Linked DNA regions of Mus musculus: all the other regions are linked to region 4. Evidence: chromatin contacts called from public ChIA-PET, Hi-C, HiChIP or PLAC-seq and promoter capture Hi-C data. All regions are on one chromosome and are shown on one strand. The core of a region is the stretch at or near the end of the contact, and the rest is flanking DNA. Distances in the headings are between cores, read along the strand shown. Region 1 holds the start of Ralgps2 (Ral GEF with PH domain and SH3 binding motif 2). Region 2 overlaps Gm41980 (a long non-coding RNA gene). Region 3 holds the start of Stx6 (syntaxin 6). Region 4 holds the start of Cep350 (centrosomal protein 350). Region 5 holds the start of Fam20b (family with sequence similarity 20, member B). Region 6 holds the start of Tor3a (torsin family 3, member A). Region 7 holds the start of Ier5 (immediate early response 5).

What was found. Hi-C and Micro-C count contacts between places; a contact is called where the count stands out from the background. ChIA-PET counts read pairs in DNA pulled down with a chosen protein or histone mark. HiChIP or PLAC-seq counts read pairs in DNA pulled down with a chosen protein or histone mark. Capture Hi-C pulls out chosen DNA fragments and counts their contacts.
Region 1: a contact with region 4 is called in an H3K27ac HiChIP or PLAC-seq map of regulatory T cells, with 5 times the contacts expected there. The contact joins the promoter of Ralgps2 here to the promoter of Cep350 in region 4. A contact is called at or near these places in 2 of 484 Hi-C or Micro-C datasets (CD4 T cells and CD8 T cells) and 1 of 115 datasets of contacts at active chromatin or transcription factors (regulatory T cells).
Region 2: a Hi-C map of CD8 T cells shows a contact between it and region 4, with 2.5 times the contacts expected there. The contact joins the enhancer-like site here to the promoter of Cep350 in region 4. A contact is called at or near these places in 1 of 39 promoter capture datasets (the C10 cell line), 3 of 484 Hi-C or Micro-C datasets (CD4 T cells and CD8 T cells) and 1 of 115 datasets of contacts at active chromatin or transcription factors (regulatory T cell precursor).
Region 3: a Hi-C map of regulatory T cells shows a contact between it and region 4, with 9 times the contacts expected there. The contact joins the promoter of Stx6 here to the promoter of Cep350 in region 4. A contact is called at or near these places in 3 of 484 Hi-C or Micro-C datasets (hematopoietic stem and progenitor cells, regulatory T cells and uterus) and 1 of 115 datasets of contacts at active chromatin or transcription factors (embryonic limb bud).
Region 5: a contact with region 4 is called in a promoter capture Hi-C map of liver. The contact joins the promoter of Fam20b here to the promoter of Cep350 in region 4. A contact is called at or near these places in 1 of 39 promoter capture datasets (liver), 1 of 484 Hi-C or Micro-C datasets (embryonic stem cells), 1 of 115 datasets of contacts at active chromatin or transcription factors (memory CD8 T cells) and 2 of 9 other capture datasets (adipose tissue and liver).
Region 6: a contact with region 4 is called in an H3K4me3 HiChIP or PLAC-seq map of bone marrow-derived macrophages, with 7 times the contacts expected there. The contact joins the promoter of Tor3a here to the promoter of Cep350 in region 4. A contact is called at or near these places in 2 of 39 promoter capture datasets (liver and neutrophils), 3 of 484 Hi-C or Micro-C datasets (CD4 T cells, CD8 T cells and LSK cells), 8 of 115 datasets of contacts at active chromatin or transcription factors (bone marrow-derived macrophages, double positive thymocytes, embryonic stem cells and 5 more) and 2 of 9 other capture datasets (adipose tissue and liver).
Region 7: an RNA polymerase II ChIA-PET map of memory CD8 T cells shows a contact between it and region 4, with 41 read pairs. The contact joins the promoter of Ier5 here to the promoter of Cep350 in region 4. A contact is called at or near these places in 2 of 484 Hi-C or Micro-C datasets (CD4 T cells and CD8 T cells) and 4 of 115 datasets of contacts at active chromatin or transcription factors (the SCID.adh cell line, memory CD8 T cells, pancreatic cancer cells and 1 more).

The regions. Positions count from the first base shown.
Region 1 is chr1:156,938,298-156,940,997 of GRCm38.p6, reverse strand. It overlaps Ralgps2 (Ral GEF with PH domain and SH3 binding motif 2), which reads left to right and starts at 1,372. Exons shown (of 19, transcript NM_001159967.1): 1 at 1,372-1,509. 4930439D14Rik (a long non-coding RNA gene) reads right to left here and starts at 2,204. Exons shown (of 2, transcript XR_003948625.1): 1 at 1,940-2,204; 2 at 803-1,871.
Region 2 is chr1:155,026,822-155,029,521 of GRCm38.p6, reverse strand. It overlaps Gm41980 (a long non-coding RNA gene), which reads left to right. Exons shown (of 6, transcript XR_001779499.2): 4 at 649-704; 5 at 2,690-2,700. Among named protein-coding and RNA genes, the nearest start is that of Gm41977, 7.0 kb to the right of the region's middle. Within about 2 kb of position 1,406, at least 140 of the 459 cell types and tissues checked have an H3K27ac peak or open chromatin away from gene starts, as enhancers often do. A contact at or near this core is called in CD8 T cells and regulatory T cell precursor, where this site is marked.
Region 3 is chr1:155,157,358-155,160,057 of GRCm38.p6, reverse strand. It overlaps Stx6 (syntaxin 6), which reads right to left and starts at 1,355. Exons shown (of 8, transcript NM_021433.3): 1 at 1,131-1,355. The coding sequence starts at 1,165.
Region 4 is chr1:155,971,842-155,974,541 of GRCm38.p6, reverse strand. Cep350 (centrosomal protein 350) reads left to right here and starts at 1,287. Exons shown (of 38, transcript NM_001039184.1): 1 at 1,287-1,693.
Region 5 is chr1:156,717,597-156,720,296 of GRCm38.p6, reverse strand. Fam20b (family with sequence similarity 20, member B) reads left to right here and starts at 1,387. Exons shown (of 8, transcript NM_145413.4): 1 at 1,387-1,431.
Region 6 is chr1:156,672,900-156,675,599 of GRCm38.p6, reverse strand. Tor3a (torsin family 3, member A) reads left to right here and starts at 1,261. Exons shown (of 6, transcript NM_023141.2): 1 at 1,261-1,514; 2 at 1,954-2,070. The coding sequence starts at 1,295.
Region 7 is chr1:155,098,370-155,101,069 of GRCm38.p6, reverse strand. Ier5 (immediate early response 5) reads left to right here and starts at 1,434. Exons shown (of 1, transcript NM_010500.2): 1 at 1,434-2,700. The coding sequence starts at 1,640. The coding sequence ends at 2,566.

The sequences.
Region 1 (2,700 bases), core at 123-2,622, 970 kb before region 4:
TTACTAACTTGGGGAAAGAAAGATCAATCATTTACTCAGTGACTCAAAGGGTTCCCCCTCCCAACTGTTACTTCAGTTTGTCTGTTGTTTCTTTGGGACTTGAAGCAAACAGCATCGAAGTGAAAACTGCATCTAAGTAATTCTCCTGGAGCCTTTTGGTCACTAGTGTTCCTTAGCCCCGCCCCCTTTTCATTAGTCTACGCTCAGTTGAAGATTTCTGACAGGCTTTTCTTCTTTTTGGTTTCTGTGCATCTATTGGAGAGACTTCCAACTTAAAACGGAATAAAAAACCAGCACTGGGCTTTATCGCTTTTCCTTGCTTCGTTTTTATCTTCCACCTACTTTTGCATGGGCATGTTTTAACCAAGGGGATGAAGGAGCGTTCTTCTACCTTCTCCACAGAAGGGAACAGTGGTCAAAAGGGACAGTGTTTAACTTTCTTCTGCATAAAAGAATCCACTGTTTTGATTAGTTATTATAGGGAAAAAGGAAATCAAAACGAATTTGGTCCCTTCACAATCTACACTCAGTGCTGCTATAGAACTGTCCCTCCACCCTCCACTGCACATTGCCTAGAAAAGGATCGCATCTATTCCCGAATGACCTAATGATTACACCAAGGTGGCTCACTGAAAACCTTCCACTAAGTCACACTGCATCAAATGGTGCTAAGTTTAAGTAGGCCACCTAGGTGCACCCCAAGAAACAACACCCTTCTATTCCCTTTCATTCACAGGAAAAATTTCACCTTTTAGAATCACGTTCCCGCAATGGCGTGAAAATACAGTCCACCTGAAACTCATCAATCCGGGACTAGGGGATCCCAAATATTGTTATTTGCTCCTTAAACCACCGGCAGCCACCCTGCTTAACACCTAGAGGCCGACCCAACACTTCCGGCATGATGATGTGCTAGAGTGCAGACTCCATCATTTAAGATCCCACGGCTGTGGGGTGACTCTTCACATTTGCAGTCCCCCTCCACTTGTCCGCCACGACTCCTAAGGACGCCGCCCTCACGGGCTGGGTATTTGATCTGGGGGCCAAGCGTTTCCAGACTTTTGTCCTCTGGCCCGAGCGGGGAGCAACGCCCGCGTCCCAGGCGCCAACGAGACCCGTGCGGGGAGCAGCCGCGGGGCCCCACCTGTCCGTCCTGAACCCTGCGGCTCGTCCTTGCGGCCGGTGCTGCGCCTGCGGCTGGGGCACGCGCCTCGGACACCGGTACGGGGCGGCAGTTGGCCTCGGGGGGCATAGCCCGGCGCCCGCAGACTGCGCCGAGACCCCGGCGACCCGGCGTTCCCGGCCGCGCGAGCGCGCTCGGTTGGTGCGCGCGCCGCTCCGCCCCGCCCGCCCGGCGCGCGCCCCCTGCGCGGCCGGGGTGGATCCAGCGCACTCCCCTCCCCCGAGCGCCGGCGGCAGGCGCTGAATGAGAGACGCCGACTGCTCGGTTGGGCGAGCGATTGCCTCGGAGCCGCGGGCGAAGCGGAGGCGACGGCCGCGGCTGCACAGGTCGGCGTGGCGTGCGGGCGTGTGGGGAGGCGCGGGCAATGGCGGCGGCGGCCGCGGTGCGCGGCGCGGGAGGGCGGGCTGCGGGTCGCTCGCGGTCCCGCGGTGGCGGAGGCCCCGGCGTCGCCTCAGCCTCTCAGGTGAGCCGGGGCCGGGCCCCGCCGCGCCAGCCACACCCCCTCTCGGCCGGGGCGCCTGCACCCCCGTCACCGAGCCGAGGCGGGTGACCTGTTGCGGGGCCGAACCGCCCGCGGAGCGCGGGGTGAGCGGCGCCGCGGCGGCGGAGGCCGCGTGCGGACACGGAGGGGGGTCCCGCACCGCCGCGCTAGCTGCCCGCAGCGCCTGGGATTCCTTTGCTGTGTGGGCTTAGGCGGGCTCGTAAACACCGGGCTCGGGGAGGCGATGGGGAGCTGACCTGGAAGGGAGCCCGGACCTGTGCGCTGCCGCCGCGGCTCCCCGCCCCCCTCGAAGCGCTTTTCCTGCCGCCGTGTGCGGTGTAGACGCAGGCGGGTTTCAGGGTGCGTGGGCGTGTTTGGGAAGAAGCTGCGAGCTGATAGGAGGTACCTTAGTGCGAATGTTAATTTGTTTGAGCTGGGAGGGGTGAGGGAGGAGGAAGAAAGGGGCCTGTTGGTGGCCGTGGAGGAGGGGCGTTTGCAACCCCAAATCCCTCTGCAGAAAGCGCTCTCCACCGAAAGCATCCAGCGTCTTTTGTTTAAGATCGGAGGATGAAAGCACGGGCGGCAGTTAATTGAGCCTTTCCTCGTAGGTGCTCTGCATCCCCTCCCCACCCCCACACCCCGTCTTAGTACGCTGAAGTAGCTATAGAGCTTTGTTTCGGTGTTGGTGTTTGTTTATGAGTTGACTTTGGCGTTGTTTATGTAATGTTTACCATCCGGTGTACTCGAGGTCGTGTGTCTTTGAAGATGACCATTCGAATTTTGTGGAACTTTTCATTCCTTGCATGAGAGAGTACCGCAGTGCCACAGTTCGTTAACTTGCAAACTGTAAAAGCCTGTCCCACCCAGATATGATTGTTCGGGCTGTAGCATCATAAATGTAGTAAGTGTAATACTGTTACTGCAGGAGTGGGATTTGTAACCAAACAGTATTATTTTAATAATAATAACCTCTACTGAATGTGTGTAGTCATGAAGCTTCAAAAATGTGGAAAATTGCTTGTCTTAGCCACATGTA
Region 2 (2,700 bases), core at 157-2,656, 950 kb after region 4:
GGGCAGAAAGCCCAGCTCTGGGGCCACAGCAATTGGGAGAAGGGGTGAGATAAGGCTACAGGAGCCCCGAAGCTTCTGCTGAGGAGGCTGGGCTTTACATAACGAGCCACTGGGAGTCACGAACACAGGAAGATGATTCAGCCAACACATGGCGGCACAGGGAGACAATTCTATCTTCCTGTGGCGAGGGGGCGCAGACTCAGGTGTTAGCATTCATAGCAGCCGGAGCGGAGCAAGCCTCCGTAGCTGGGACACCGAACTGCCTGCCGGGGATCAGGAAGGCCGAGGGGCAAAGGTGGCTTGTGGGGAACTGCAGGAACTCTGGCCGAAACGTGGGGGCATCCAGTAAAGATGCGGCTAGGTGTGGGTGGGCAGGAAGAGTTAGGCGTTAGGGGGCTGAGAAGGAGGGGCAGGAGGGACCAGCCGTGGGGGGAGGGCTTTCTAAGTCCGAGGGAGTAGGGTCTAAGAGCAGGCTTTCTCTAGGTCATTCCCACATGCAGGTGAGCCGGGAAGACCAGCTGCTGGTCTTTCCAGTTGTCAGTGGCAGGGGAAGCCCAAGTTTCCATGCAGGGGGATTGCTGGTTCTGCTGACAGGCACCCCGTGCTTCCTGTTTCCTGATTGTAGAGAGAGCTATGTTTTTCCTCCAGGGAAAGAGGAAGTAGTCCCACAGCTGTCCCAGTAGCGGCTTCTGAGGTTCACCAAGGTATGTCCCTGGTTGTCTATTGGGCCTTTGAGTCCCTGTCCAAGATCCCAAGCCCATTGGGCAGTGAAAAAGGTTTTCTTTGTCTTACCAACTTCTAGGCCAGTATTTCCCAACTGTGATTAAAAGGAGCACCACCTAGGGAGTTATAAATAACCCTCGTGCCCAGGCAACAACCAAGACCAATTGAACAGAGTCTGAGGGGGAGAGCGTATTTGAAAGCACCCTGGAAGATTGCAGGGTACAGCCAAGCTTGGCAATCTCAAGTCCAAGTCCATGTTCCCGTAAATGGTGCTATTAACAATGGAGCAGGTGTTCCTGATGTCCTGAAAATGTGGCAAGGCCAGTCCAGGCTTCAGGGAAGGGCTTAGCAGGGGGAAAGGTCATTACCGATGTGAACAGCTTCTTAGTTACAAAATTGTCTACTTCCTCCTTGTCAGACAGCTGTGGACACCTGGACTGGACCCTTGTCCCTGTTCTCTAGGGTTGGGACAATTCCACACACACACCTGTTCTTATCTCTAGAACAGATTCAGGCTATGGTTCGAGTGTGTAGCTCGGACTGTTAAGCTAGCATACGGGAAAGCTGAGTGACTTTAGCCACCTACTCCAGATTTTCTCTCCCCAGGTTGGAGGTTGTGTTCAGGGTACCAGCACGGTCTGGTTCTAATGAGGGCTTGCTCATTTCCTGGCTTGCAGACAGCAGCTTTCTGCTCGTATCTTCAAAAGACAGAGGAAACTCTGGTTTCTCTTCGGAAGGTTAATCCTTCCAGACTCCAGTCTCCTCATGACCTCACTTAGAGTTAATAATCTTCCAAAGGGGTCCATGGAATCAGGGAGAGAGTACGGATGTCTTTCCTCTATACTTGTAGTGTGTGTGTGTGTGTGTGTGTGTGTGTGTGTGTGTGTGTGTGTGTGTGTGTGTGTGTGTACACGAGTCTCATTGGCCGCACAGGCTACCTGAGAGGGAGGAAGTGGGAGGAGTGGGTGGCTGCTCTTCTTGGCTGATCTCTGGAGACCTGCCTGCAGGTCTTGCAGTTGTGCACGCCCACCACACTGCCTGTCACCTCAGATGGATGATCAAGTCATACAGATGCATCCTCAGTACTTCTGGCTCCGCCTCCGTGGGCGGCGCCTCCCTGGCTTAGCAAGTCTGTGCTTTGATATTGAACTGCTTTTCTTTGCTCTGGGTGATTTCTTCATCACTGCCACTCATTAGTGTTCTTTGTTCCCCACAATTCGCTGGGGTTTACATAATGCTACTCGATTTATGTATTTTAATGCACACATTCTCATTTCGTTTCATTCAGGGAACAGGAACGAGGGTCCAGTCCAGGTGCCCACAGCTGTCTGGCAGGGAGGAAATACACAGAAGCAGTTCACACTTGTAATGACCTTTCCTTTGTACTTTTCCTTTTAAATAACTTTTTGTTTTATTTAGGCTGTGCACGGTTTCATAACTTACATCTTTTTAAAAAATCAATAATTATTAGCTATTCCTTTATATCTCTAAGGATCCTGAATATTTTTTCTTTTTTTAAAAAAGACTTATTTATTTTATGTATGTGAGTATACTATTGCTGTTTTCAGACACACCAGAAGAGGGCATCAGATCTCATTACAAATGGTTGTAAGCTGCCATGTGGTTGCTGAGAATTGAACTGAGGACCTCTGGAAGTCAGTCAGTGCTCTTAATCGCTGACCCATGTCTCCAGCCCTATATTTTTTTCATAACATCTATCACTACTTGGCATATTATCCTTCCCACAGTGTGTGTGTGTGTGTATGTGTAAATGTATGCGCCAGTGTGTATGCATGTGTATGTGTGTGTTTGTGAATGTGTATATGTGTGTGAGTGTGTATATGTGTGTGCATAAGTATGTGTATGTGTGAGAGTGTGTATAGTGTGTATGTGTGTATGTATTTGTGGGTAGAACAGATGATGTCACGTGTCTTGCTACATGGCTTTCTACCTTCTTTTGAGACAGGCTCTTTCACT
Region 3 (2,700 bases), core at 106-2,605, 810 kb after region 4:
AAAAGAAAAACCCTTTTAAGGAAACGTAGAGACAATCTTAGCCAAGCTGGCCTTTAATCCCAGCACTCAGGAAGCAGAGGCAGGCAGATCTCAGTGAGTTCAAGGGAGTTACACAGAGAAACTCTGTCTCAAAAAGCCAAAAAAAAAAAAAAAAGCAGTCATAATATATTTGATTGTGCATTGACTGTACACACCAAGGATAGTAAAGTATCTCATTTTAAGTTTCCCAGGACTCTTAAATACAAAAACAAACACCCACACAACTGGTCAGCTTTTACCACTATACAAGTAAGATGCAAGTAGCAACTAGTTAAAAGCAAAGAACACTTTGCAGTCAGTAGAACTTACTCTGTCTTAACTTCGCAGTTCTCAGATTTTTGACATTTCTCTGACATTCAAAGCATAAAACTGACACATTATTAGAAATAAGTTGCGACATCATAATTGCGCTTTCTTGCTTTTGTGTAATGGCTACAAAGTTGATACAACAAAGTGCAATTGATGTTTTCATCTCCCAACAGATAAACAAAGATGGAGTCAGGACAGTTCTGTCGCAAAACGAGGGCAGTAGGCTTCTAAAAAGGCAGAACGTGAAGTGAGGGAAACCTGTCAAACACCCAGGATGAAACCAAGGAGTTCAATAGAAACACTCATTTCCTTCGACACGGTGGGAAAACCCCGGTGGCTCACAAGAAACCCTCGGAAAGTTTGGTTTGGCTGATTGCATATTGTTTTCCTTCCAACATCAGCACCCGGCCTGGAGGACTTTTCCTCCCCCGGGAAAGCGCGCGTCCTCCCGCACCGGCTCCCGCACCCGCTGGACACTACCGGGCAAGCCGCGGGGTGGCCGTCCCGAGCTAGCTCCACGACTCCACAATGGAGCTCGCCCCCGCGCACGCCCACTCCAAGAGGGCCATTTCCCTTTTCCTGCCCAGATGCTGTCGGCCGGCTCCGGCGCGTCGCTCCCCACCTGCGGCGCGCGACCCCGAGGAAGTGGCGGTGCGGGCCGATAGTGGGACCCCAGGGGCCCGGCCCCAAACGACGCGCGGTGTCCGAGCACAGAGGCTGTGTCGCCCTGCCTCGATTTCCCTCCCCTCTCTCTGAGGCGGGAGTCCTCGGCCCACACTCACCCCTTCACTACAAAGAAGGGGTCCTCCATGGACATGGCGCCCGGCCCGGCAGCCCGAGCCCTCCCTGAGGTCTACCGTGGCCAGCGCCTCGGCCGGGGCGACCCGGAGCAGCAGTGCGCGCAGACCCGGGTGCCCGTCGGCCGTCGGTCCAGCAGTCGGTCAGCGCCGCGGGTCGAATCCCACTCCAAGCCGGCCCCCACGGCAGCCTCCTCCCCCGGCACCTCCGGCGTCTGGCCCCGCCCCCAGAACCTTCGCCACTACCAATCATGGACGCGTACCGCAGCCTCACTTCCGCACTCAGGCTCACGTGACCCAGATCGCCCAGGCCCTGCGCCGGAGAGGGGCGGAGCCTAGCTTGCGTCACTAGGCCCGAGAGGCGGGGCTCTGGATAGTGGGGGCGGTCTTCTGCTGCCTGGAGAAGGCAATGAGGATTTTAAGAAAGCTGTTGCTGTGTCTGATTTGCATAGACCTTTTACCTTTTCTCTACTTTTAATACTTGCTTTTAACTCCCTGTGATTTACATGCCCATCTAATCATCGTCTTGCACTAAAGGATTCTCAAAAGATCTGATTATGGTAAGGTCTTAGGTCATGCAGTGTGTAAAGGCTGTATAAACATCCTCAATCAATACTCTTTTGGAGGACGATCCTACTGTTTCTAATTTGTTAGAGACTTCATTCTTTCCTGTACAGGGTCACACAACCCCAGACACACAGATCCACAGATCCCGGACATTTGTACTTCATTCTGAAAGCAAAGAAGGAGCCAGACGGGATCACTTCCTTTCAACTACGATTGCAGAACATCCAGAGCATTTTATATGGCACAATTAGACACACTGTGCGTAACTTCTTGGATGAGAACTGTGACCTTTGATTATTGATAATCACTGAGCAGTGACTGAGCATTGGACAGGATTCTAAGTTATCTCACTGTCACATTCCTATTATTTATCATCTTCATTTTATGAATGAGCTTGGACTCCGAGAGGTTACGTGACTTAGCCAAATTCTTTAGTCTCCTTGGAGCTTGCATCAAACAAATTCCCTTTGAACCTGAAGTCCCCCATTCAATTCCTCATCTTTAAGATGTAAGGTGGTGGTGGCACACACCATTAAGACCCGCACTCAAGGGGCAGAGGCAGATGGATCTCTATGAGTCTGAGGCCAGTCTGGTCTAATGAGCTAGTTCTAGGACAGCCAGGATGTGTAGGGGTGGAGTAGGAGGAATGTTATGTGAACTCTGAGGCCCCAATGCCGTCAGGGACCCCTGAAGGAAGCTGTTGTTTAGAGGACAGCAAGAGGACATGATAGAGGAAGGGAGGAGAAGAGAAGTGAGAAGCAAAAGTCAAAGACGCCAGGCTTCTCTGAACTCCTGAAGGAGCGGTGGGTGGCAGGTGTCGGGAAGGGGAGCTGCCGGGAGAGTTGCAGGCTTTGGCTACCTACCTACTGAAATTCAGAGATAAAATGTTCATTGACAATGGCATGTAAGTGGAAGAGCAGATGAGCCTGATCCTTGAAGGTCAAACCTCAGCTCTGCTAGTCCCAGAAGCCGTGTCAAGCCAGGTTCT
Region 4 (2,700 bases), core at 38-2,537:
TACGTTCTTTAAAATAACTAGGCTGGAGAAAAGGTAAATTTCACTTTTCTTTTTATTACATGTATGTATGTATGTATGTATGTAATCATACATGTCTTCTCATGCACCTGCACGCAATGCAGATCAGAGGACACCTTAGAGGAATCTGCTCTCTTGGTCCACCATTCTGGGTCCGGGGATCAAACTAAGATCGCCAGGCGTGGTGGCAATTCCCTTTACCTGCTAATCCATTTCCCTGCCGCAGTTCCACCTTTCAAATCTTTTTCTTGCTACTGCTTGCGTACTCGGGATCTCCACAACTCTCATTCTTTGCTGAAGTGCTGTTCTCAGGGAGGGTGTATACATTGACATATGTGCAGGACTTTTGTACATTCACGTAGTTCCTGCTGAGGCGCGGCTGTCTTATGGGGAGGATCAGTTATTGTCGTCTGCTTTTATTGATATGGTCAAGGTAGCGAACATTTATTGAACATCTACAGTGTTGTAGTTACTGTGCCAGGCCCTACTGGGTATACATAGAAAAAGGAGACTTTAAGACACCCATGGTACTTTAGATGAGAAATAATTTCGAGGCAAAGTAACTATCGGAGCCCAGAAGGTGGAGAGCTTAGCTGCAGTGAGCACCTAGCGGAAGGTGTCAGGCATTATTCGCAGAAAAGCTGTCCTTTACAGTCTTGACAGACGATAAAATTCACCAAGCGGAGGCTGGTGACAAAGACAAAGCTAAGAGAAAATATGTTGACCCCAGAGGGCTTCTCAAACCACAACACCGAAGGGAAAGGAAACGTAGTTTTTGCTTGTTTTGGAAAGAGCTTAAGCCATCAGTGTGCGTGCTGAACAGAACTGTAAACCCCTGGCCAATGAGAGGGCCGCAGTGACAGCAGCGAGCAGCCGCAAAGCTGCGGTTACTCCGATCCGCCTAGAGTGACGATTCCTTCTGAATCGTCTGCCGGGTCCCGGATCCCTGGGTCACCCTTGTCAAGTCCTCAGCGTGTTTTGGCTCGGGGGTGACCCGCTCAGCCAGAAGGCCCAATTAGCGTCAAAGGGAAGGGGGTGGTCTCCTCTGCGGATAGACTCTGGCTCCTCCCGAGTCCCGCCGAGCTCCCAAAGCGCCACACCAAAGATGGCTTCCCCGCATCCTCTAGCCTCGGGTCCGATCGCGCTCCTCCGTCGGCCACACTCAACATGGCTGGCCTTCACCCAGGGTTGCATTCCTGCGGAACCGTCTCCGGACAGTTCTCGCGAGGTTTGGCGAGTCTCTCTCCCCCCCCCCCCGCCCTCTCCCTCCCTGACTGCTCCCGCCCTGCCTCGCGCCGCCGCCACCGCCACTGCCGCCGGCGCCGCTCCTCCTCCGTGTCAGTTGTTGAGCTGTAATGGCGACTGGGCCGCCGCTGCCGAAGTGACTCCCGGGGCGGGGGAGCGGGGCCGGACCTGCGCCTGAGAGGACTGCGGAGAGCCGCAGCTCGGGAGGGGGCTCGCGGCGGGGCAGAGGAAGGCCGCCTCTGCGCCTCTCCTTCCTTGCCTGCCGCCCGGCGGATCCCGGGAGCCGGGGCGAGGCGGGCACCCGGTGCGTCCCCGGAGCGGGGAGGCCAGGCCGGGCAGCCCTGGGGCCGGTCGGGGCGGCGTCACTGCACCCTCCGCCAGGCCCCGCGGGATGCACCGTGGGAGCCGAGGGCGGAGGCGACACTCTCAGGTGAGCTGCGGGGAGACCTGGCGGAGCCTGCTCCGCCTCGGATGTCTCTGTCCGCGGTCCCAGGTCCCCGAGGTGGCCAGAGAGGCGGGGCGGGGCCCCCCTGGCACTGCCTGACGTCCCCCCCGGGGACCCTCCTTGGGTCCCGAGACTTTTCCTGGAGGGTCATCCTGAGACCTGGGCTCCCGGACCTACTGGTGCCCACGGAAGACAAGATTTCTTTGCTTACCTGCCAGTGTCGCCCTCAGCACCCTCGCCCCTCCTCTTGTCTGCATAGAGTTAAGCCACCTCTCACCTTTGGTCTCCGAAGTGTCCCTTCTTCGTTTGGAGATCGAGCATATTTTGGGAAATTCCGGGGCACTAGCTCCAGTGTCAGGAACAGTTTCTGTTCCTTTTCCTGGGTGTAATATTCTCAAAGTGCAGTATGGGGAAAACTTTGATCACCTCCAGTCCAGCAGCAGTTGTTGAATGGAGTCCACCGGCTTATTCACACATGATTGGGTGGAGAGGGGGTGACATTTAACAAGCCTTACACGTTGGAAGTTGTCACTTTCCCTCCCCTCCCCCCTCTTTTAAATTCAGACTAATATGCTAAATCATATTTAGTTAATGTCACAGATACAGGCAGAAATTTGCCAGGGTTTTAGTTTTCAAGTTCGGAACTTGCAAATAGGTATAGATTTTTTTTTAAATGGATTTTTTGATGTTGTAACAAATGTTTCATTTGGGGGGAAAAAATAGGCCCTTAGGAATAGTGGTCGGTATCCATGTACTCTACTTAATTGTTTTGCTGGTGTTTCTTGTTTTGAAATTGGAGAAGTCGTTAGTGTTGCCATGTTAACCTGCTCCCTTCGCTTGTATTTTAAAGATTTAAATGGACAGTCCATCCTAGACCAACCTACTATTAGCACCTGGGAATTTTTGAAGAGGCAATAATGAAATACTACAAACTGCTCTCCATTTAAAAACTTTCTTAATTTAAAATACTGCTTTTTAAAAAGGCAGCGTGC
Region 5 (2,700 bases), core at 138-2,637, 750 kb before region 4:
TTGTGCTTTCCATTGTCGGATAATGGCCTCAACCCTTTTCAACTCTATCCAGTAAAAGCTGACACAGGGCTGTCTACGCTGCCCTTTGTACGCCTTGCAGTGATGAGTGCTTCCAGCAGTGATTAAAGCTGCTTTCCCTCACTAAGTCTTCTGGGGTAGGGTGTCAAGTCCAATAGTTTCTCTGGGTGTCCTGATCGAAAGTGCTACACACACACACACACACATTAAACTAACTTCACACAATAATTGTATTTTCTCCACACATTTACTATTTAAATCTCACCACAATCCTGTCAAGTAGGTACTGTGTTTAACTTCCATTTCCCAAGGAGCCTTATACTCAGAGGCACTACATGACATGCCCAGTGGCATACAGTGGGGGGTGGGAGGGAGGGAGAGAGAGAGGGAGAGAGAGAGAGATCGTTTCTTTCCCTCTTGAAAGAAATTCCTGCTTAGTCCCCAAACTCCCCCCCCCCCCGCACAAATCATATCCAATGTAGAACGTACACCATAATATTTTAGGGTCAAACAGACTACATGGAAGCTGTCTATATGGTGAATAAACGTATGCATTATACAGTAGCTACTGTGTGTGGAGTGGACACACGTTAAGGGGAGGAGCAGCTCATTGACTCTTCAGGAGCCTAGTGGGTGAGTGCAGGGCACTGGAAACCAAGTCGCGCTGGATTTGCCCTCTTAGGGCTTACAGTCCATTGCAAGGCACAAACATTAAAAAAAAAAAAGCTATTATAATAAAATAAACAGGATTTTGTTAAGAGCTACTGAAAAGGTACAGTAGGGGAGCTCTGCTCTGGGCCAAAGCTGGAGCGATTTCCAAGGTGGGAAGTCTGGCCTCTTTTGGTCAGGGAAGGGCACTTTGGGGCAGAATCTCCAAGGAGAAGTCAAGGCAGAGCGAAAGAAAGAAGAAATTATCTCTTCAGAATAGGACTTCACCTAGATGACTGCAGGAAAGAAATTGTGAAGGTAAGAGAGAAGCCAGAAGCTAGTTTATGTAAACAGGCTTGGAGAAATCCGCCGACGGTGTCTGCGGAGCCCAGCGCTGCAGGAATGAGGGTGAAAGGGTTAAAGGGGGCGGTCCGGAGCTGCCCGGTAGTCCCGCCTACCCGCAACGGGGGCGGAGCTGCGCCGGGTGCGCACTGGGATTGGCTGCAGGGAGGGCGTTCCGCTAGGACCGTACCAACAGCCAGGCAGCGCGGAGGCGGGGGTGGGTGTGGAGCGGCCGGCTCCGCGGGGAGCGGCGACCGGGGAATGGCCGGGCCGGCGGTGGGCGGGAGCCGCAGTGGTGGCGGCGGCGGCCCGGGGCGGTGAGTGCGGCGTGGGGCTGCCCCTCCCCGGAGGCGGCGGGGGCGGCCGGGGCCGCGCCTCACCGCACCGCGCGGGCGGCTATGGAGCGAGCCTGAGGCCCGCCAGGTGAGTGGCGCGGTTGGAGAGGGCGCGCGACCCCTCGCCCGGGAACGACGGGAAGGAGGGAGGGAGGGAGGGAAAGCGCGGGCGGCGGGGGGCGGGGCACCTCCCTCAGGGGCCGGATGCGGGGCTGCGGGCGATCGGGAGTCCTTGCGGTGACCGGTGCTCGCTGCTAAGGACGGTCCCCAGAGGCTCCTGGCCCTGGTGTCGCCCTTCTGTCACACGAAGCCGGTGTCGGCGGCCCGGCGGGCAGCGCGCTCTAGCTCGGTCCCTACGCCGCCCTCCTGGTGGCCGAGGAGCGCGCTCTCGCTGAGCCCCTACGGGGCCCGCTTGGTGGTCGGGGAGCGCGAGTGACCTGCAGGCCCTGGGCCGGAGAGGGCAGCGGTGTCCTGCGGTCGTGCGCTCAGAGCGCCAAGGGGCACAACTTAGGATGAGACTGTGCAGAGTGGGCTGCGCTGGCGGTTTCATTTCCGGGTGTGATGGCCCGGCGATTAAGAGCGAGCCCAGACGTTGCCTTGAAGATGAATGCGAACGTTGTCAAGCTGTGTCCTTGATTGTGGAGTCTGATAAGACATTCTTTTTAATCTGGAGTCAGTGATCTGTCAGGCTCCTGATAAAAACGAAGAAAAGGGGGGGGGGAACAACAGGGCGTGGATGGTCCTTATACAATTACTTCGTTTAAAGACTTATGTCTCCAGTAGGATGGGTAAGGCGTTTACAATTTGGGAAAAGGATATGTTTAACACTGTCACTTGGATCTAGGGCCAGGTGTGAGGGTCATCTCTACTCAGCCAGGTTCCCTCCGGAGATTTGATAGCTCACGTTGGAAGAAAGAAATAATGCGATCTTTTCACGATTGAGGTCTACGGCTTTATAATACAACCGAGAATCCGGAAAGTCAAGATTGTCAATAATTAACCATGCCTACATTGCTTGGGTTGTAATTTCACATTGAGCTCAATGTGCTTGCCATTCCCTGAATTTATGCAAGCCGGGTGAGCAAGCTGAAAGCACTTGTGCATGTTATCGTCCTGAGAAACAGGTTCAGGCATTAAAGATGCTAAATTATTTGCATAGGCTCTAAATCAATTTAGGGCAAATTTAAAATTATTGTATTAAATTAATAACTTTCTTAAAGTTTGTGAAGATGTTGGGTTTTGTGTCCCAGAACTGTTACCTGAAAACAAGATGCGGGTTCACATTAGAAAATACTTATCACAGGAGAACAGTGTGGGGTGGGGGTGAGGGAGGGGGAGGGGGGATTAGTCGTCCCCT
Region 6 (2,700 bases), core at 12-2,511, 700 kb before region 4:
TCTACCAAGTGAGTTCTAGGACAGCCAGGGCTACACAGAGAAACCTTGTCTCGAAAACAAAACAGGCAAACAAAAAATCCAAACAATAACAAAAACCCATAGTATGTTAGACTGTCATGCATGCTCAGATATTTATTTTACTTATTTACAAATTTTATTTATTTATTTTATTTATTTATTTACAACTAAGTGTAAAGAAGTGGGTCAGTTTCCTGCCACCTTGGCAAGCACCCGAGAGTTATCAAAGAAACAGTTTATTTGGTTCATAACCTTGAAGGTCAAGTTCACTACTTACAGACCTCTGGGAAAGGTGGGCAGAGTGCATCGTGGCGGGAGCAATTGGTAGAACAAAACTGCTCACCCACAATTCTCTTTCAAGAACATGCCCCCACCCCAGTAACCCAAAGACCTCCACTAGGGCTCACTTCTAATTTCCACCACCTTCCTCCTGATGCCAAGCTGGGAACCAAGCCTGAGTTTTTGGTGTTTTCTAAATATTGACAGGGTCTCACTATGTAACTGTAGCTGGCTTGGCACTCAGTATGTAGACAAGGCTAGCTTTGAACTCAGAGAGCTGTGCCTGCCTCTGCCTCTGCCTCCTGGTGCATCTGATCAGGTTTTAAAACCTAGCTATGCGTGGGCAAGTACTTAGCCTAACATCTGTAATTCTCACATGATACAATTTCCTCTTAACCCGGGGTTTTCCCGAACTCAAATACCATCCTACCCTACTTCTTGCTTCTGCTAGACTGGCATCCATGAAAGCCTGCTGCTGCTCACTGCTCTCTACTGTTTCATTTTCCTCTTTAGAGGACCAGGCCACCCAGCTCTCCACTGCTCACACTCTTCGGACTGCTTCTGCACCCAGCTGACTCCCCTGACAACAAAAAAACGCTCCCTGCTCAGACGGTTTCATCACCCTCCTGTTGGCAGAAAGCTGACCTACGAGGGCAGGGCACCAAAAGGGGTTCTTATGTGGGAGGCGCAGCTGAATGGCTGGCAGTGGCCATTTCGTGGCCACTTGAGGCCACAGGCATGCCCCAGAATAGCCTGCATCCCGAGGGGCAGACAGGGGCTCAGGATTCCTGCAGTCCGGGACACCAGTTTGAGTTTCATTTCGGATGGGTCTCTGGTCTGAATCGAAACTTGGTTCCATTAGGATGGGTTGCTCAGTCAGCCTCTGCGAGGGCGGAGCGGTCACCACGGCGACGCCAATCCTGGGCCGCGCCGGCTGGTGGGTGTCGATGAGTCCTGGGTCCCGGGACTCTTGGAGGCGGAAGCGCTCGCTCCGGTCATGTTTCTTGGCGCTCTCTGGTTGCTGCTGCTCCTGCCGCTGCGCCCCCCGGGAGCGCAGGGCCAGGAGGCCGACGAGCCCACCCCTTGGCCGAGCGTCAAAGGCCTGAAGGAGCAGCTGAGGAAGGCCGGTGCCCTCTCCAAACGGTACTGGGAGCTTTTCAGCTGCACCTTGTGGCCCGATCACTGTGAAGACCAGGAGACCCCCGTGCCGCCTCTGGGTAAGAGCGGTCCCCGCCGCCGACCCCTCGCTCACCTGCCAGTCTCACTCTTAAGCACTGCGTACTGCAGGCCTGCATCAGGGGCCTGGTCACTGCACCCCACCTCCGCACGACTCTAGGTGCAGCCCCTAGGGACAACTAAAGGTCTGGCTGCTCTGCCGCCCCTCACCTGCCCTGATTTCTCTAGACACTCAAGCCTCCCCATTCTTGCTCGCTTTATTGATGATGGTTTAAGGAAAGCCGTTTGTAGACATACTTGGTGATTGTCCCAACCCCAGATACTTTCACTTCTAAGGCTTAGAGAGGAAGCGCTGGGGCGTACGAGGGAACCTGGCTGTGAGTTGGGACCTGAACTCTGGTTTGGGCGCTGTCACACTGAGAAACCTCAGGACTGTCTCTCTTGTCCCTATCTTGCCATCTCATAGCATTTCCTTTCCAGGCTGGAGCCTTCCTCTGTGGGGCCGGCGGTCGCTGGATGTGCTCACTGCATGGCTCTGTCGCTTTCAGGACTGCTGCAGCGGCGGCGGCGATTGCAGGATCTCCAACAACTTGACAGGTTGGAGCTGACGTGATTTTCAGGGTTCAGGTATCTGGGGGAGGGGGTTGGTGAGTATGGAGAAGCGACTGGTGAGAAACCTACCCCTCACGGGTCTGCAATTATTTGAGGACCTCTCTGACAAGACTTTGAACTCCACGATTTCCAGAAAGGACACTCTCCAACAATAGGGACGACAAAACAGCAGCACTGATAGTGCCCTTAGCGGATGTTACATTATACCAACTAGGAAAAGTGCCCAAATACTTGCTATGTGGCTGTTTTCAAAATACTAGTCCTCAGGAGAGCCAGGCAAGTACTTCATCCCTCAGCCCTCCTGGGTTTTTGTTGTTTGTTTTGTTTGTTTGTTTTTTAGAGTATGGAGATACTTAGTGATTTGTTTATAAAAAGATTAAGAAGTTTAAGATATGTTCTATGGGGTTGTGGGGAGGTATGGAAAGGGGGTGCCTCAGTGGGCCCATGCCAAGGCATCCCTTCCCGCTGAAGGGCCAGCAGGGGAAGAAAGGGGAGTTAAGAGGGTAGTAGAGGCAGAGGAAGGAGAGAGAGACAGAGACGGAGAGGCCGGCCTTGAGCACGTGGAGAGAGGGGGAAGGGAAGGGGGAAGCGAAGAGCCCAAGAGAGAAGCAAGCG
Region 7 (2,700 bases), core at 185-2,684, 870 kb after region 4:
TAAATATTTGTCAAAAAATAAAATAAAATAAAAAAGATTTTCCAAGAGAGAAAACGGAGAAGAACCTCATGCTATTACTGAACATATGTTGCTGTTGCTACATGTTATAATTATTTTCTCTCCTTCTCTATGTGGGCTGAGAATTCCTAGAAGGGAGGGACTCTGGGCTTCAGTTGTAGCAGTAATAGTGGCCAAAGTTAGCATCCCCCAAACCATCAGATCTGAAGGCATCCTGGTTGTGAACTGGCTCTTAATCAAGCCTACCTCTCACTAGTATTTCTTCCATGTAAATGGCCAAACCTATTGTAGGGTCAGGCAAACCTTTCACATAGACACCGTGTAAGCTGTGGTTAACTTTATTATTTAGATTGACTCTGAGAGTTGCCATTTATCTTCTGTGTAATAAAGAAGGTGTATCTGTGATTTCTTCATTTTATATTTGAAACTTCAGGGCCATAAGGCAATTTACAGAGCCATCAGGCACCAGTACAATCTTGTCATGGTCCTTCTGACAGGGATTTGCAAGACTCAGTGGATGGGACTACATTGACTGACCAGAAAAATTTTAGGAACCCTCCCCCCATACTTGACAAAAAACAATTTACATAATCAACATGGGAAACCAGAACTTATTTGTATTTTTAGAACTTACTAGATTTCCCCCAAAATAGATCAGTTACTTATTGTGTGTGTGTGTGGGGGGGGGGTATTAAACAAACAGACAAACAAAGAAAACCATTGTGGAGAAATAGGTAACATCTTCCATTTAAAATATGTGATAACTGAGAATCTGGGGAACGAAATGAAAGATGCCAGCTTTAGGTGAGAACAAACAACGTTGTACCTGAATTCTGTTCCTTCATAAGGCAGAAGCTTGGGTATTTCTAGAACGTTCCCTTTTGTTTGTAGTTAAATGCTGAGTATAACGCTAATGGGAAAGGGGCTAACTCCAACATAATATCTCAAATATATCGTGCTAGTTGTCATATATTGTCATCGCTTCCATTTCTGCCAAGAATGACCAGAAATTACAGCTGAAACAGCTATGAGCAGCTGGAAATTGTGTATGAAAGGAACTGAATTTTATTGTGCAGTAGATTCCAGCACACTAAACGAATGAAAGTTCCAGTCAGTGTGCTAAGGTACATCACAAAGCGGAATCCCTTACTACATACAGTTCTGTGGGCCTCGTTCTCCTCTATCAACGCCTCTGAACACAAATCCCACCGCACATGATCAATGGGCTGCCTGCAATCTCCCCCTTTAAGAGCTTGCTCCGCGGGACTAACGTTTGAACAGGCCCTGGGGCCCCTCCTCTGCCTCTGATTGGTCGGGGGCGGAGCACGAGGCACATCTGCCCGCCCAGAACGGTTAGCGGCGCTTTGTGATTGGCGTTCGAGGAGCATATATAAGGTGCAGTGTGGCCCCGCAGCGCTCAGTTTAGAGTCCGGCTCAGAACGGTTCTGTTGTCTGAAGGGAAGCGGCGGAGGGGGACTACGCGTCACCAGGTCTTTTCTCCACCGAGCTTTCAGACGCCGAGGGTACAACCACAGAGGAAGACCTGATCCCGCCTACAGCTCCTCTCGCAGCTTCAGAAGGCAAGCAGGCGTTCACCCTATCGTCTGGAAGCGAAGGCAGGATGGAGTTCAAGCTGGAGGCTCACCGCATCGTCAGCATCTCCCTGGGCAAGATCTACAACTCGCGGGTCCAGCGCGGCGGCATCAAGCTGCACAAGAACCTCTTGGTGTCGTTGGTGCTGCGCAGCGCCCGCCAAGTCTACCTGAGTGACCCCTGCCCTGGCCTCTACCTGGCTGGCCCTGCGGGGACCCCGGCGGTGCCGCCGCCTCAGCAGCCTGGAGAGCCTGTAGCCGGGCCACCCTCCGGCTGGGGAGAGCCGCCCCCGCCGGTCGCCCGTGCCGCCTGGCCGGAGCCCGAGCCTCAGCCGCAGCCTCAGCCTCAGCGTCCCTCCGTGTGCCACACGCCCGGAGCGGGAAGCTCAGAACCGGTGGCCGCGGTGGCCGGATCGGGGGAAGCTCTCCGGGGCGGAGAGGAGGACTCGGCGGCAGCTGCTTGGGGCCGCGTGGAGCGTCCGCGCGCGGCGTCTTCAGGAGGTGGCTCGGACGCGTGCCCCGAGGGGCCCCGGGCAGTGCGCCGCCCGTGCGGCTGTCCCCCGGCCGTGGAGGAGCGGTCCTCCGAGGACGGGTCCCCCGCGCCACCCGCCCCGTGTCCCAGGAAGCGTGGCGCAGCGGGAGTGGGTGGCGGCCGCGCGAGCTGCTCGGCACCCGGCTCTACCCCTCTCAAGAAGCCGCGCCGGAACTCGGAGGAGCAGCCAGTCACCGGCGAGGACGACACCGACGAGGAGATGGAGACCGGGAACGTGGCAAACCTCATCAGCATCTTCGGGTCTAGCTTCTCGGGACTCCTACGGAAAAGCCCCGCAGGCGGCCGAGAGGAAGAGGAGGCGGAGGAGGGCGGCCCGGAAGCCGCCGAGCCGGGGCAGATCTGCTGCGACAAGCCGGTGCTGAGAGACATGAGCCCCTGGAGCACAGCCATCGTGGCCTTCTGAGCCCCCGGGACCCGAGTGGCTGGAGCTTGAGCAGCGGGAGTCCCCGAAGTGCGGCCGGGGCCTCTCCCGGCCGCGAGGACGAGCCGAGACCGTAGGCGCTGGGCGCGTAGGGGAGACTGGTTGCTGCCGGGCAG